Linked DNA regions of Anas platyrhynchos: region 2 is linked to region 1. The links are chromatin contacts, called in public Hi-C maps. All regions are on one chromosome and are shown on one strand. Each heading gives the region's core, a stretch centred on a gene start, on an enhancer-like site or on the middle of the called end of the contact. The rest is flanking DNA. Distances are from core to core; before and after follow the strand shown. Region 1 overlaps LOC101793878 (interleukin-1 receptor type 2). Region 2 holds the start of IL18RAP (interleukin 18 receptor accessory protein).

Region 1 (5,845 bases), core at 1,081-3,580:
TGATACTGGTTATGTCAGTTGAGAGGCAGCTTCTCACTATTCCCTCAAACAGCTCTAGGTCTTCCAGTGGTTTTGAATGAGCCACCAACTCTTTTGGGAGGAGATATTTTTAATTGCTTCTTAATGTTTCAATTGGACAGTTGTAATCGGTTAGAAAGTACCTTGACAGAAACTCATTTTTTTCTTTGAAGATCGTGTTATGACTGTGCATTTCTGTTGCCTTTCCTCATTTTAGAGAAGAGCAGGTATATTTTACACTAAGCTCTTTTAACGTGGATGCTCTACACACAGTGTTCTTAAATTTAAATGCCACTTTTTTTTTTTTTTTTTCTGTCAATGTACCACTAAGTCATTTTTTTTTGCCTATCTGCTCCACAGAACGTATTATATCCCTCCGATCACCATCAGTATAATAACAACATTGTATAAATATTGAGCCACGCATTTTCCATATAAAATAGCTATGCACTAGTGTGAAGGATTTTTATCCTTAGCTCAGAGTAGCAATAATTATAGCAAAATTCTGAATTTTTGTATCATCACTTTGGCTCTAGCGGTCCCATCTTGATCTGAATGTCCTTGCCTGTAGCACCTCCGAGGGAGGTTGCACTGCTGCTTAGTGCACTTGCTCCAGAGCAGTAAATCGCACTGTGCCCTTTTTGCCTCCTGAGGAATACATCTAAATCAAAAACAATCTGGGGCTTAACTTCAGTTTTGAATGTAGCAGTGCTTGACATGTGTGGGAGCTTGATCTCCCACCAGAGATGTTGGTTTTCACCGAGATAAAGTAGTTCTCAACATGTATCTGAGTGCTTTTTAATCTTTCACCAACAGGCTCCAAGATGACTCTCCCTTGTAAAGTATTTGCTGGACTGAGCAGGCATATCGATACTGACGTGGAATGGTTAGCAAATGACACCATCATTGATGTGGTTTACAAGCAAAACAGAGTTACAGAGGGAGAACGACAGTAAGTCAGACTGAAGTGTTTTCTTGTGGTTGTTATCTTAACCTGCAGTGTTACACTGGCTCTTAGATGAATGCCAGGTAATGAAATGGGATATGGAGAGTCCAGAAGTAAAAGTCAGAGCTAAGAAAACACACAATCAAGCAAAAAGCCAAAACATACCAAGCAGAATGATTTTTTTTTTTTTTTTGTAATCTCTGGATTTCATTCCTGTTATACTGTAAATGACCCAGCTCAGAGCCTTACACTTGAAGCACAGTCTCGTGGGCAGCTGAGCTAATGTAAGAGCAGACTGCAGTGGAAAGCAATGGGCCTTGATCCTTCCCAGTGCTTTTCTTATCACTCTCCTTGCCCTGTGCCAAGGAAATGCCACCATCCATTCCCCCACACTATCTCTGGCATTCATCAGATACTTCACTGAACCTCTGAATACACTTAGATAACAGAAAGCTACCCAATGGTTTTTGCCTTTTATGTTATTTTTTAAAATTGTTATTTTAATTATTGTTGGTTTTCCCCTTAGGGTTGTTGTTTTTCGCGTCAATGACTTAAAATTTAAACTGACTCACTGAGATGCCCAGGGAGTGCTAAAGCTGGCGCCAGGGAAGCACCAGGGGGGATGCTGGTGGGAGGGAAGGCAGGATATCCCACATCCTCTTGCCCTGATCCATTGTCTCTCCCCATCTTGAGATGTTTTCTGAGTTGCCTCATAGTTGCATGCCTCAAGGCTTGTGTTGTTAGTGGCCAAACGGGTCCCTCACCAGCTATGACCTTCCCAAACAGGTCTTGGCTAGAGATTAAGACTTGTTATATGGCAGAGACCATTGACGACAGGGTCTGGGGATGTGACATCCCTGTTCTGAGGGACAAGAGTGTTTAACAGTTATGGATGTGGGCTGTTTGCAGCCATGCGGCTTCAGTGCCAGATAAAAACCTGGCCGTGCTGAGTTTATTGCACAGTTAGACCCAGAGGTAACATGATAGCTCAGCTGGGTTCCCGAGTGTTTCTGTGTTTTGGTATTCCCCCCAGCTTGATTTGGACCACTCATTCATAATGTTGTTTACATGAGTGAGAGAACTTAAATGCATTGTCAAGTGACATAAGACATAATGTGGAACATCTAGAGTCTCTTCAGGACTTAAAATAGAGCAGCACATGCGCTTTCTTACTTAGACTTTCATTACTATTACTACCACCACCACTACTACTAATATTACTAATGTAACTATTAAATATTACTATATGTTTGCACATGGAAAGAGGCAATGCCATCTCAGGGTCACACAACACCCATGGTGTGTGAGATGTCTCAGCTCTGCTGGAAGCCCTCAGAAGGGCAGCAAGTCATATCAGGTCAAATACCACAGGGAAAACGTATTTCCCACAGAAATTTGTGGCAAAGCACTCACTGCCGTGTTGCTACCTTCCTGCGGTACTGACCCCGGAGAAGTCCATTGCTGCAATACATAGCAGACTCATGAACAAGCCATTGCAAAGCAGCTGGACAACTTCTCCAACAGTGACTAAAAGGTATCAAGAGACAGTATTTGCACCTAGAAAACCACTTTTAAATAGTTGCACTCATGAAACAATCAGGTTAAAGTCAGCTGGAAAATTTCTAGGCAGTTTCTTGTACTGAAATCTAGATTTGAGGTGAATGATAAGCAGGTATGGTGGCTCAGTTTGCTAAGTGAGTGTTTGCAGATTTATGTTCTCCATGTATACTCTTCCAGCTGATAGTAAAAATTAATCTCAGAAACTACTAGATGGTCAGAAACAAGGAACTAGATTCTTCCATGATCCTCTGTGGGGAGCTCAGTTATACACAACTCTCTCTGCATTTCTTCCCTCCCTTTTCTTTATTTCTTGCAAGACAAATAAAGATCTTAGAGAAAAAGAATATTCTGGAGTGCAGCAAGGGTACTGAGAGGAATGGAGACTCAAAGAGCTGGCAGAACTGGTCTGGAAGCCACAGGTGTCCTGTAATGCAAAGAGGCTAGTCAGAGATGAGCAAATATCCAATGCATTTTCTTGCAATATGCTGTTAGAAAGAACATATCAGAGAGAGAAAAGCCAGCTGATAAAAGGAATTGACATGTGACTTTTCTTTTTCTTTCAGAGAAACCACAGAAAATGGTGAGAACTTCATTGAAGTGCCACTGATTTTTGAATCTGTCGAAGAAGTGGATTTTTATACAGACTTTAAGTGTCTGGCACAGAACAGATACGGATCCCAAGTACTGCCAACAAGGGTCAAGCAGGAAGGTAATGAGCTTGACTGCTTATTTGGGGGACAAACGTTCTATAATTGTTATAGTTATTCTAAAACTAAATTATCATCAAAGTCATTTACACTTTCCAAGTTAGTATTGAACTGGATTATTACCTGGGAAAAACTGATTGCCTCTTTAAATTGTAGACCTAGCATGCACAGTGTTTTAGAATAGTCTGTTCACAATGAACACATCTTGTGGGCTGATTATTGACATTTTCCACAAGCGAAAAGATCTGTGCTGGTATATATCTGTTCATTGGCTAGGGCTCAAATTTAGATATGCTTTGTGAAATGATGGCTCCAGTGAGACTACTGGCAAACTCTCATTGGGTGTAACGGGGCCAGATCAACCCCAGCTCCTCAGAAAGTAGGAAAAAAAAAGACAATAGCAGAATAAAGATCAGAGTGTTCCTTCTCCTCATGCACAGACTGTTGCCAAAATAACAAGAGGTGTAAATTATGGTGGGTGTTGTTATTTTGGCTTCTAGTAATGGGAAGAGAAGCCCTACACTTAGCGCAATTAATGTTGCAGTGCGATAGACCACTGGCTAAGAAGCAGCTGTAAAAACAATATGAAGCAATGCTAATTGTTTCTTTGCGTGACGTTGATGAATCACCAAAGTTTGCTCATATCATCTTAGAAAGGAACATGAACATTTACAGTCTTCATTATGAGTTACAGCTCATGACTCACTCCAGCATCCTATGATGAGGGGTTTGTACTCATTTAGCTAGATGATGTGCTGCTCATGTCTTCTGTGAGCTATACAGGTATTGCTAAAGGGGAGGCAGTCCATGAACTGGTGTAGGCCAGCATAATCCAAAATGGTCTGGACAGATGCTTGTCTTGGAAGCTAGGTGTATTTTGGGAAGAAGCTCACAGTCTTGGCTTGATCATTAGTAATTTATTGGGTGGTCTGTATGAGAAAATTCTTCATAGAGCTTGAGAGCAGACTAGCTGTTATGTACTCCCTTTCCATGTGGTGCCTTTATTTCCTGCTTGGATTGTCGCTGTGTTAACCGAATTAAGATGGAAAGCACGTAGCCACTCTGAGCAGGGGCTGGGAAGAGCCATGTGTACACAGGAGGACTGAACTTTAAATTCTCACCCTCTATTGTTTTCCAATATTTTCCTCCCACCTCGACAAACCCATTTCCCAGAGCACTGAATCAATAGACCTGTTCCTTTTGCAAGTGGTCAACCCTGCTGGAAGGTTAATTTGCAGACATCCTTTTTATGTGATTTCTCCTCTTCCTCCTTGAAAGTAGAGAATTAAATTTTCTGACAATATTTCATTTCTTTACTTTTCCAGCTGTTGGCTTGTCCTGGTACATTGCAGTGATCCCAGTTGCATTGGCCTGTGTCATCTTAGGGGCGATATTTGTACACAAGTGCTGGAAGCAGAGAGCTGATAAAGGATACATGATAGCAAAGGTTTAAGATCTGCTTTATTCTCCAACTGCCAACAGTGAAAAATTCAGCCTGGCTGACTTCCACGTGAGACACAGAGAGATGTTTCAGGCTAGACGTACTGCTTTCTCACCGGATGGATGTATATCAGCTTTTTTCTTCTTCATGTCTTCCATGATCTGAATAAATTAGAAATACAAGTTTGTGTAAAATGCTGCCTAGATGCAGGAAACTCACTTCTATTATTTTGCACCTAGGCTGTGGTTTGTAGCATTTTGAAACATGGTGTCCCAGGTACGTGCCCTTGTTATGAGAAGAACGGTAAGGAAAAAGAGATGGTCTCACCCTTTGTAAATTCAATAGCCTTATCCTTTGAAAAAAGGCAAAACAAAACAAAACAACTAGAACCTAAAAAACAGAAACTAAGAAAGCTTGCTCCAGAAGAGCTATTCCACGCCAGAGTGATAAGAATTTTCCTTGTGCACCCAAACTCAATTTATGTTTCTTCAGTCTACAAAACAGCTGTGTTTTTTTTTTTTTTTTTTTCCATTTTCCAGATCCAAATTCAGTTGTCATGACAACGGTACTTCTATGATTCTATGAACTTTTCCACAGAAAATCTCTCTCTCTCTCTCTTTTTTTTTTTTTTTTTTTAACAACTTGGATTATTCCTTGCTTAAATGAGTGCTTTCAGAATATTCCTCTCCAAGAGATAACTACCTCAGCGTAACAGATAATTGTACACTGGAGAATTTGTTTCTGTTTTTTCTACAAACATCTCATGGCTACAGAACTGTAGGCAGCTGTAACATGTTGTTATCTTTGCCAAGAAAAGGATTTGGAGGATGTTTTAATGTTTTGAAAGTCATTCGACTAGTACTAATAAAATTTTATTCCTGGAAGTGATTCAACAGATTACCAGTAATAAGGTACAGTCTTGCCCTTCTGTGCTTCTAACTTTTATTGCTGGATGTCTCCTTCTCTCTGATATAAGTATGAAAGTCTGGAATAGATTCCTGTAAACAATGAGTCTGCACCAGTCTCAGACTGGTGTAGGTTTGGGAACCACGTATCCTCTGAATTGAAGTATGCAGTCTGATTAATCACGATGCAGAATGGTGCCTATTTAGTTTCGTGTAACTGGATTCAAGTCTTCACATAAAACTGAAGGGAGCAATAAATAAATAAGTA
Region 2 (5,845 bases), core at 1,754-4,253, 140 kb after region 1:
CTTGGAAAGGAGTTGTGGAGGAGAAAGTATGATGAGGAAATGCAAGGGGACTACAAATATTATTCTGAAATTATTCTGATTATTCTGAAATATGGGGATATCTCATTGACTTCTCTTCAGTTGTTGACTTCAGACCTGTGGTTAGGATGGTGAAAAACAAACCCACTAAATGGATCTTGTGGTGGCAATCTTTTTGCATCAAACCTCATGACCAACAAAGGACAAAAAAATAAAAAGAAAAAAAATACCAAGAATGCTTGAGAACGCTTAATGTAATTAATAGTGAACAGTATAGCCTTGACAGAAAGAAAAGGGGTAAATTCTGAGAGTGGCAAAGACCTTTTACCAAGCCTAGGGGTGAATATGTGACTGCAGTAATGATAGAGAAATGCAGAAGTTGTTGATTACCTTTATATTCTTTGGTGATTAGTACAGAAATTGGAGATACACACTCAAATTAACATCTATTTATAACTATTTTCACATTTGTAATATGAAAGAGGCAGTATAAAAAGGCTGGTGGTATATTTTTACAGCATAAGTAGCTTAATAAAGATCTAAATTTTTGAAAACATGAATGGAAAATTGGTATTTTTTATTTAATATTGTGTTGGATACACACAAATTACACCAGGCTACTTGCTTTAATGGAATAGCAAAAGAGAATTCTGCCCTGTGTCAAAATTTCATTTCACCATAAAAATCTTATAAAAGATTCAGTTTAAATGCTTAAAACTTAAACTACACAGAACAAAAATAATTTTTGTGGCATAATTAGAACTTCCACGTAGATATCTAATACTTTTTAACTTCTCTTCTGTGCTCCCCTATTTTTGGTGCCATTGAAAAAATGGATCAGGGTATCATTTTGCTTTCTTGTAGTAGAGAAGAGTCAGCGTGCCATCTAGTGGATGAACACGTATCAAAAGATTGTGTGGCCAACTAGAAATAAGTCAATTTAAGAATGCCATTAGAAATATTCACAGTGAAAATTTCAGAACCTGCATACTGCTATAATTTCCTGACAACCATACCTGTGAAGAGCATCTCAGAATCTGGCACAAAATCCAGTGCTGAATTTCTTATAATATACTGTGAAGAAACAAAAGTGTCTTTATGGCATATAACTGCTTTCTGGATACTTCATATTTGACAAGTGCATGGTGTATTGCTGGCAACAAGGAAATACTGAAGAGTCAGGAATGAGCATTGACTTTGTGAACCTCTTGATGAACTTGCTGAAGCTCCTGGTTTGACTTCCATGGTATGAAAACTAGTTCCTGCTAATATGAAGTAAGATGATTGCGTGGTTACCAAGCACTGACACAAGTTACTCAGGGAGGTTGTGGTGTCTCCCTTCTTGGAGATATTTCTGTCCTGGGCAACCTGCTCTAGATGCCCATGCCTGAGCAATGTAGTTGGACCAGGTTGTAATCCCAAGGTTCATCAAGTCCAACTCCTGGCTCCACACAGGACCACCACCACCACCCCAAAAATTAATAATAATGAGGTGTCCGAGAGCATTGTCCAGACCTGGTGACCTCCAGAGGTCCCTTACAAGCTGATTTACTATGTGATGGTATGATATGTAGGAAAGTTTGCAAAAAGTGCAACCTGAATATTCCAGTGCTTCTGAAAATCTTATGAGGGTCCTACAGACATGGTATCAGTTGGGAACCCGCTTTTTTGACATCAGGTACAGATAATGCTGAAAAATTATTGAACATAACATCAGCTAAGAATTAATGTGGCTGATATGCAGATATATCAGAGGTAGATTTAGAAAGACTAGATAGACTCAAAGAACACTCAGACTGTGATGACAAGAACTGGATGTGTCGCTGTTTATGATGGAAACAGTTTCTCAGTTCAGGTTTTCATTTAGCACCTCTGAGTTATGTATGGTGGATGGAAAAGTAAGATATGAAAAATTGTGAGAAGTAACTGGTCTTCCACAGCTGATTGGTCAGGTAGTCCTAGGTTCAGAGAAAAAATAAAATAAAATCTGTTTTCAGTATTAGTGTGTTTCCATTTTCATCATGGCACTTTCATCATGAGCAGGGTGACACACTGAGCAGCAGTTGTTTTCATTATTGAGTTACGTCCCTATTACAAGGCTATTACTTCTCCATTAAAACTTGTATTATTCTGAGCTAAAAATTGTAAACTTGATTCCATCTGTGTACATTCATACATCTCAGAGCGAGCTATGACATTAGTTAAAAGGACTAATTGAACATGGTGCTTTCTGCCATACAGCCGAAAGTTCAGAAACTGAAGAGCATTTTAAAAGGACATAAAAGCAAATGAATATGAGAACAACTCATGGAAAATATTGCTGTGAAAGAGTGAATAAAACAGAATAGCTGTTTCCAAACTGTCACTATCAAGGCTTAGCTCATCAAAGTAAGTAACTGATGATATTTGACTGTACAGTTTATTTGGTGTCTGCTAAGTTGTTTTCGGACTCATGTAAAATCACTGTCATCTTTAAAATATATGCACTATATATCTAAGTTTTAGAATCAACCACATAAGAACAATAAACTCTGTGAAGCACCTTGTACACATTTTAAAAGTAGTTACACTGGTTCAGATTCTCAGCGAACTTTCCTGAAGTTGCACTGATTTACATTAGCAAACAATCTGATTGTGTTTATATGCATATTGTTTAAATCTGTGGTGAGGGAAACAAATGAGGTGAGGTAGTGAAACTCTCCGGGGTTTATTTGCTTCATCTCAGCAGCAAAATGTGAAAACTGCCGGCTCTGTGGAATCCCTACTTTTTTATTGTAGTTCGCTCGTTTCACCTCTAAAGTGACATCTTCTGCTGTTACTGGGAAATTCTGTCCTGGGTGAAAAAGGAAAAAAAATAGAAAGAAAAAAAAAAGGAAAAAAAAAAGGGGGAAAAAAAAATGTGGCTGTCACCAGACAAGTTTCTGAAGCCGAACCATTACTACAGAACGGCTTCAGTTGGAAGGGGCCTTAAAAACCATCCAGTTCCAACACCCTTGGAAATAAAAGAAATTCTGAGGGATGAAAACTTTTCTGCTGCTATCAAAATAACTTCATTTACAAGTGTAATGAGTCATTGTGCAGTAAATATCAAATAAATCTGTGTGAAGTAAGCAGTGTCAAACATTCTTTTACACTGGAAGAGCACTTAAACAGGAAACGCTGCTGTCAGAAATCCTTCATAGAAACATAGTTCCAGCAGACCAACATATGGTTTAAAACTGGCCAGCTGGTGGCACAAGGGTTTCTTTAGAGGTAACTACCCACACCCCTTTCACAATAATGGAATTATAAAATGTTCTGTGTCTTGAAACCTTGCATCACTCTACCCCAAAAGCGGATGCTGGCACAGAAAAGACAGCAGTGAAATCAGGAGAATCAGATCTACGTGTCAGTAAATCTTTTATAGGATTGTGTGTTTTGCATTTTCTCTTTTGCTGCAGGTCATAATTTGTGAGGTTTGCTTTCTTTTTTTTTTTTTTTTTTTTGCTTCCCCCCCCCCCCTTTTTTTTTTTTAATAATCTTTGTAGGGTATCAGCTTTTCAGCATCCATCCTCAATACGGCCAGCGAGAGGGGATGGAATTCGTAGCAGAAACAAAAAGATAAAAGCTGCCTTTTTTAGCTTAATATGTGTTTAGCTTACGTCCCTAAAGCTCCATGCTACTTCCATCACGCTTCTTGGAAAGGCATCCCGCCGCTAGCGTTCAGCAGAAGAGCAGAGGAAGCGGTGTTTCGATTACAAATACCAAAGCCATCACTTTCTTGTGCCCTATCCTCCCACGAAGGTCGTGAGAGGGAAGAACACCCCACTGCTGCCTGCCCCTTCCAACCCCTCCGGCGCGGTGCTGAGCGGTGCTGAGCGGCTCCAGCAGAGCCAGGTAATGTCCGGGGGCGGCGACGGGAGGGCAGGGGAAGGGTGGTGGTGTTTGGGGGGCGAGGACTGGGAGGGGCAGCCCCTGCTCCCCCCACCCCACGCACCTCGGGGGAGCCTCTGGCTGCATCACTACGCGGGGATGTACGCGCTGGTGGGCTCCAGCATCGTCCCGCCGTCGTCCCCAGTACTGCTTGTCACCCCTAAGGCCCCCTCGGTTTTCCTCCCCCTTCCCCCCACGGGACCTTGAAGTGCTTCTTCCTTATAATAACTCAGTATAATTTAGCCCTGGAAATGGCTTATTAGGTTATGCAGCCCCTCACTGGTACTACAAGGTCTCCCCCCTCCCCAGGCTGCCCTGGCCCTTTCCTTCACCCCTAGGTAGCTTTGGGGTAGGTGTTAGGAAGAGAAAAAATATATATAAATAAATTAATAAAAAGATTCCCAAACCATTTATATGTCAACCCTCAAATGCCTCATTTAGAAAAGTTAATATTCATCTTTTGCTATACTTTTCCAATCAGTACTTGTAAAAATAAATTTCTCACTTCTACCTTTTCCATTTTCCTCCGTGCAGTCACCAGTTCAAAGTGACAAATTCTGCTCTTGCTTTTTCAAGAGGTTTTTCAGACTGAGCTGTCTTTGCATTGACTCACTTACTGAGAGTGATCGCTCTGTTTCTGTGAAGAATGAAGGTTCAGAAGATTCATGAGTACAAGTTGTGACTGTCCGCAGTTTGGAAGATTACCTCTGCATCCACTTTCAACTTGACAAAACCTGCATGGTAAGTAAACACTTATGTTGTTTGAAATGTAGGCAAATTTTCATTTTAACCAATAACTAGAAATTCCGTCAGAAAAGTGCTTAGACCTACTAAGGTTAAGACAACTGTTTGCCAGATCTTTTTTGCTTTTCTGCATGAATGTTATTTGACTTGTGGCATATTTAAAGTCATACTTGAAAAAGACTTAAGTTGACAAGAAGCCATCCTTAAAGATGTAAGACTAGTGGCTTCCTCACTTGACCCCAAAATGTTTGTTCAAACAGTCTGAGGTTCAGAAGAATCTGATTTTTTTTTTTTTTTTTTTTTTTTTTTTTAAGGAAGCCACAACCCTTTGGGTAGAAATTAAGGTTTCCAAAAGTGTTGATCAAAATGAGTGATTTTACCAAACTGAAAATCACTTAAGTGTATCAGCACCCTTTCATTCAGAACTCCTCTGATAATTCTAGGAAAATGAGGAATTTCCTAACAAAGTTAATGATCATTAAACACACTCAGTTGTCTACTTTGTGAGATATCATTAATGCAGTTTGTAGAATTTAAAATATTTGGTTTGTTTTAAGATTTTTTTTGGATTCACAATGGCACAATGATTTTTAGAAAACACTTTTAATTATTAAAAATTCAACTGTAGCTTTAAGCATGTACGAAATTTGAAAAACACGCTTAAAGCTATTGTCACTTTAGACAACTAATAGACAACTCTTACTTTATTTCTGTCTTTGAAACTCTCATTCGCTGCTATTGCCTTAGCATTTTGTCCATTGAATATTTTTGTATTCCTTCAGAGACAGAGAATCTTTGCCTTTTAAATTATCTCTCCATTTCTTTTTGAATATAAAAGATCTTATTCAAATCCTTGAAGAATATTTTTATAATAGTTGAATTTCACCAAAAACTATACATTTTTGTTTGTTTGTTTGTTTTTTCCCCTCCTGGTATTTCATTAAAGAATACTGCAAACCATATTACTCAAATGTAAATACTACTAGCCTGGAGTAGAACAATTTCAAACAAATTGATCAAGTTCAATAGCAGTGTGAGAGTAAGACTAAGGCTGTGTGTTTTGGTTGTTTATTTGTACCCAGCAATCTCAAACATGGCTATCATTAAGTAGCTTGCATAAGACTTTGTTCTTTAATCCCTATTCAAAGAATCAAGGGCTTTGCTCTGCATT

The links. Hi-C and Micro-C count contacts between places; a contact is called where the count stands out from the background.
Region 2: a Hi-C map of subcutaneous adipose tissue shows a contact between it and region 1, with 4 times the contacts expected there. The contact joins the promoter of IL18RAP here to the enhancer-like site in region 1. A contact is called at or near these places in 3 of 8 Hi-C or Micro-C datasets (liver, skeletal muscle and subcutaneous adipose tissue).

Annotation. Positions count from the first base shown.
Region 1 is chr1:141,130,126-141,135,970 of IASCAAS_PekinDuck_T2T, forward strand. LOC101793878 (interleukin-1 receptor type 2) reads left to right here. Exons shown (of 9, transcript XM_072031209.1): 7 at 835-970; 8 at 3,088-3,233; 9 at 4,557-5,556. The coding sequence ends at 4,684. Among named protein-coding and RNA genes, the nearest start is that of IL18RAP, 140 kb to the right of the region's middle. Within about 2 kb of position 2,331, at least 2 of the 8 cell types and tissues checked have an H3K27ac peak or open chromatin away from gene starts, as enhancers often do.
Region 2 is chr1:141,271,646-141,277,490 of IASCAAS_PekinDuck_T2T, forward strand. It overlaps IL18RAP (interleukin 18 receptor accessory protein), which reads left to right and starts at 3,004. Exons shown (of 22, transcript XM_072031285.1): 1 at 3,004-3,894; 2 at 4,576-4,671.